Linked DNA regions of Cyprinus carpio: region 1 is linked to region 2. A link is a contact called in public Hi-C data. All regions are on one chromosome and are shown on one strand. The core of a region is the stretch at or near the end of the contact, and the rest is flanking DNA. Distances in the headings are between cores, read along the strand shown. Region 1 has its middle 15 kb from the start of LOC109046615. Region 2 holds the start of LOC109083203 (calcitonin gene-related peptide type 1 receptor-like).

Region 1 (2,967 bases), core at 205-2,704, 46 kb after region 2:
AACAATAAAACTGTGAAATATTATTACAATTTAAAATATCTGTTTACTATTTCTGGTGTCACATGCTGCTTCAGAAATCATTCTGATATGCTGATTTGATGTTCAAGAAGAATTTCTAATTATTATTGTTGTTGAAAATAGTTTTTGCTGCTTGATGTTGTTTTGGAAACCTTTTTTCAGATTCTTATTCTGATGAATAGAAAGTACAAAAGAACATAATTTTTTAATAGAATTCATTTGGAATGCTAAAAAAGCCCTTATTGTAATTTTAACCCAAACCTCTGAAAGATACAGAAGTGCATAACAGATTTCACAAAAAAAAAAAAAAATGTTAAGCTGTAAAAAACATTTTTAACATTGATAATAAAAAAGCACCAATTCAGTATATTAATAATTTCTGAAGGACATAGGAGGCAATAGCTGCTAAAACAATACAGTCATGCAATCACAGAATTAAATTACATTTTAAAATATATTAAAATAGAAAACAGTTATTTTAAATTGTAATAATATTTTACAATATTTCAGTTTTTACTTTAGTTTTGATCAGATAAATGCAGCCTTAATGGGCATTACAGACTTCTTTCAAAAACATTAAAAACCATAATTATTCCATAATTCTTTTATTGTTATGACCTGTAGTGTTTTTATATACAATTTCAAGTAAAAAAAAAATACTCAAAATACAAAGTTCATGACTTATAATATATATATAAATCAACATTATTGTTGCTATGTAAAACAAATCAATCAGGAATTTTTATTTCAGTGGAGGAAGTTTGTGCATTGATGGAGGGGCTTACTTTTTTGTTTGGGTGGGGAATCGCATGAAGTGTGAAAGTTCAGAAATGGGCGGAGCAGAGACGCCATTTGAAGGAGGGGTTTCTTGAAACAGTATTACCTTCAGAGACTGTCATTAACCCATAAACTCCTCCTTCTTCATCAAGTCTGGAACACACACCCCTAGAATAAGGGTCTTGCACCTTCAGGGTCCCGTAAAAACCCCTGGCTGATTGTGTTTGCTGCCCACTGACCACCACAGGCCCTGATCAGGGAGGGGCAGAGAGAAACGACGTCCCACCATTCTCTGTGTGTTTGCGTGTAGCTTCAGGCCACAGGATTCCACTCCTTCCTTCGTCTGTGTTTTTTCCAGACCTGACAGGCAGGCTGAGGCACTGCAGGAGTGAGAGAAAAAGAGAGTGAGAAAGGGGAGATGGGGGGTGGGGGGGCTCAAGATGTCTGTGGAAAATGAATCACAGAGGCTGACTCAAGGGAGAAGGAGAAAGAGACGAGAAACACATCTGGACAAAAAAGGGGAGCAAGAAAGGAAAACTTTCACAGACACATCTTACTTTCCATTTTTCAGTAGATATGTGTCTTTTATGCCTTAAAAGTTTGTAATCATTAGTTTAGTAGCATTTACAGATTTTGTTCAGCAAAACGTGTGCCAAGTTTTATTGTTCAGCTCATCTAGACTCTGCAATTGAGTTGAGATCCCTTCCATTACTATAAGAAGCAGTCTGGAATCTATAGTCTAAACATTCGGACGGAGTTACAGACATCAAGCTCTCCTCGCCATCATCGGGTTCCTTTAATGTCATGTTTTTCAAGGCTGCAGACTGCTATGTAAAATACTAGCCATCCTCCAAAATAACAGATAGAACAGCACTGCAAGCTTCAGCTGCCAATGCCCAAATCTCTCCGGCTCGCCACACATGTCATTAACTGTTTTTTCTTTCCTCTTCCTTTTCTTAGTGGAGGTGTCTGCTGCTCAGTGCAGTAAGGTCATGAAAATCTTTGTCTTCAGCCACGTCATCTACTGCTGAGAGAGCTGAGAGACGTGTAAAGAAGCTACTTTTTTTATATTATTGTATCAGTTTGGGAATCTTATTTGTGTATATTAAAAGATAGATAGATAGATAGATAGATAGATAGATAGATAGATAGATAGATAGATAGATAGATAGATAGATAGATAGATAGATAGATAGATAGATAGATAGATAGATAGATAGATAGATAGATATACAGACAGACAGACAGACAGACAGACAGACAGACAGACAGATAGATAGATAGATAGATAGATAGATAGATAGACAGACAGATAGATAGATATACAGACAGACAGACAGACAGACAGACAGACAGACAGACAGATAGATAGATAGATAGATAGATAGATAGATAGATAGATAGATAGATAGATAGATCATTTTCATTAACTTTTTTTGCAAGTAAGTCACAGTAAAGATATTTTTAATGTTATATTATTGTATTGTTCAAAAGATGTTCTATTTCAAATAAATGTTGTTCTTTTGAACCTTCTATTCCTCAAAAAATTATGAAAAATATACATTTTACACATAATATTAAGCAGCATAACTGACACTGCAGACCAGCGTAGTGACTGCTTAAAAAAAATCACAGGAATAAATTACATTTTAAAACATACTTAACTAGACAACAGCTATTTTAATTGTAATACTACACTCTTAAAAATAAAGGTGCTTAAAAGGCTCTTCACAGCGATGCTGTGCTATCTGCTTACCCCCAGGGCCACCTATCTCTCAAATGGACCATTGACACTCTGTCTACAATCTCAATTAGGAGTGTCTACTTGAGAGATAGGTGGCGGTAATGCATTTATAAGTCTGCTATCCGCCATAAAGCAAGAAGAAGAAGAAGACGTCAGGCACCGGTAGGGATCATAGACAGTAAAAGAAATGGAAACAGTGACCCCGTTGGATTCAACGGAGACAAGTGAAGTCAATTAGGAGCACGCACTTCCTGGGGGTCGAGCGTACTGCACAGACTCAAACTCAGCTTGATTACGTAAATGTCACGTGAGCAACCTGTCTGACAATTGTATGTCTTCTAATCGCTGTGCCAAGAGAAATCTGAATCACCCACCAAATCTTGCAGACGTTGTTGAATAATTTTGTCTCGTTGCTTTTATGGGCTCTC
Region 2 (2,857 bases), core at 32-2,531:
ACTATTTGATTACATGAAAGTCAAACCCTTATCTCTGCAAAGAAAAAATCAATCTTTTTAAGATGCATCGCTGCTTAGTGTCTTTAGTATTTTGTTGCTTTCTGAGATTTAACTTGCATGCATTGTTACTAAAAAGGTCAAATATGCATCACAACAAACGCTTTCTTTAAAAGATCCCTGTTACTTTACAACCAAACTGTAAAAGCAGCATCAGCATGGGTTTGTTTCATCTCTTTTCAGATTTCCCAGCTGCATCTCTTAATCCTCTCAATGGAATATATGGCGACTCCAATTTAATCCTCCTGCCATAAAGGAGATAGAAACCTAGAAACACTGCTTCCTGTAGGGTTTATATAATGAGCCAATGTTCTACACAAATTATGAAATGTATGGCTGTCATAATCATACTCACAGGGATGTTAACTAGACCAGTAGACCAGCATAGTACTGCAAAGCGCTGTCAGTTTATGAGGCATCCAGGGTTATATCTGTCACTATCTGACTGGACGCCTCATATTTAAAATAGATTTATAAAACACAGATTCTGCCATGCTGTCATGTGCACTCTTATTATATAATTGCTAAACCAATAAAAATGGTTTTCATTTGGTTTTCAAATGGCTTTAAGTTCAGTCAATACATGCCTTTATGTAGGCTATTGACAGTAGGAAATTATGAATCTATTTTTTTCTGCAGTGATTTGGCAAACAGAGGTTTGCATGTTGCCAGGTTGACACTTACCATTTATATTGGGCAAATTTATTTTATTTAACCTTTTATTTTTAATTGTCCATATTTTTATTAATCAAATTATTCTAGGCTATATTTAATAACAATGGTAACAGAAATCAAATATCAATGTAAAGCACAACACATACGCAGAAGTCACAAATCATGCAAGAAAAAAAACTACGAGATTTAGGCTACATATATGCAAAACATACAGGTAACAAAGCAATAAAGCGCTGTTTATTCCATCAGAACAATATGAATATCTTACCGTTATATGGAGGAGAATGTAGCCTATATCCCGCGCACACTTCACTTTCTCACACTGGGCTTCTCAAACTGAATTCCATCGTCTGGGACTATAATAAGTGATGCTTTCACTGCATCTTGTGTTTTATCTCCGACTGAGGAGAATATCCACTCGTTAAAAAGAAGTGTAATCAGAAACGTCACTGTTTTACATATTTTTATGAGCGGAGACGTTGTTTCAGTTCAGCAGCCGGTAATCCAAGTGCATCTAACTGGCGCTCATATCTCGCCGAGCATGTGGAGCGCGTGGGCTCCTCCTAGAATCACTGACAGCGGGCTCCATCTCGCTCAAAGACACACTGAGGCTGTGTTTTAAAATCTAGTGAGCTGCCTTCATAGACAACATTTTGAGCCTCGTAGAAACATTCCCAAAATAGGCTGTCTAGGTAGGCAGATTGTTTCGAGAATATATTAGCATTATATTATAGTCAGTGTGAAGATAATTCGGGGGGATTTTCTGTTGAGGCTCCTCTTGGTAAAACCATCATGCATTTTGGCGCGCACACTTAGAAAAAAAGTACTCAAGTTTTGGTATATTTATGATTTAAAACACACACACACACACACACACACACACACACACACACACACACACACTAATGTGATAATGGCTTATGAAGTAATATCACACAGGTAAGATATAGTTCTTAATTTCGCTGAAAATTTTGTTTACAAGTTTATATATATGTGTGTGTGTGTGTGCGTGTGTGCGTGTGTGTGGGTGTGTGTGTGTGCGGGCGTGTTTTTGTGACATATCAGGACACAAATTTGTATAATAACAAGGGTATAACATAGGTATTACAAGGAGAAGGTGACTTTTCAGGACATTACTCCATGTCCCCACTTTTTCAAAACGCATAGAAATCACACAGAATGGAGTGTATTGAAAATCTGAAATAGCACAAAGTTTCCTGTGAGGGCTAGGGTTAGGTGTAGTGTTAGTGTAGGGCGATAGAATATACAGTTTATACAGTATAAAAACCATTACACCTATGGGATGTCCCCACTTTTCACAAAAACAAACGTGTGTGTGTGTGTTATTTTTGATTTATTACCAGCTCTTTATTCCAATTTGTTGAAACCTGTCGACTGACAACAGTCCCACATAAAACAGCAGTTTTAAACCTCATTTAATAGAATGAAGTGGCCGTTTGCACAGAACAGTAGAGAGGAGAGTTCACAAAACGCATTTTTTTAAAGTTAAATGCAACCTTCTTGCGCGAGACGCTGAAAAAGCAGAGAGATGCGGCACAACAGTCAAACATGTCCATCTAGCACAGTTAACCCACCATAATTTGAACCCTGATTGCCGTATTATATACAGTATAGGGTACATGTAGGCAATTACTTAAATAACAATATGAACTGCTTAATATTGGCATATACTACTTGTTGTTTATTGCCATGTTCACTGAAGAGTAAGCAAAAATTCTAATAATAATAGGCTAATAGTATAAATAATAGTATTTTAAGACAAAAGGCATTTTATGATTTTGTTTATGCAGGTTTTGTTTTTATAAGATTAAAGTTTTGCAGTAATTTTCCAATAAGCACAACAATTGTTGCTGGAGCTAAATACTCTCATTGAAAAGGATGTGGTCATAAAGGCCACCCAAATCCCTGAGCCCGCAGAGCAGAAAAATGCAGAATGTCCGTACTGCAATTTATTGTTTTCCTTAAGTAAGGAGAATGGATTTGTTACAGAGAACGTATTCCCATACTGACTGTTCCAATTACAATGGAGATTTTTATGTGAAGTATGCTTGTACTAACACAAGTTTCCAGATACAATTACAAACACCGAAGGATAAGTGAAAAA

The links. Hi-C and Micro-C count contacts between places; a contact is called where the count stands out from the background.
Region 1: a contact with region 2 is called in a Hi-C map of red blood cells, with 2.7 times the contacts expected there. The contact joins the enhancer-like site here to the promoter of LOC109083203 in region 2. A contact is called at or near these places in 2 of 8 Hi-C or Micro-C datasets (liver and red blood cells).

What each region holds. Positions count from the first base shown.
Region 1 is chrB19:14,472,792-14,475,758 of ASM1834038v1, forward strand. No RefSeq gene overlaps it. Among protein-coding and RNA genes, the nearest start is that of LOC109046615, 15 kb to the left of the region's middle. Within about 2 kb of position 1,455, at least 5 of the 8 cell types and tissues checked have an H3K27ac peak or open chromatin away from gene starts, as enhancers often do. A contact at or near this core is called in liver, where this site is marked.
Region 2 is chrB19:14,426,839-14,429,695 of ASM1834038v1, forward strand. LOC109083203 (calcitonin gene-related peptide type 1 receptor-like) reads right to left here and starts at 1,282. Exons shown (of 17, transcript XM_042745057.1): 1 at 1,001-1,282.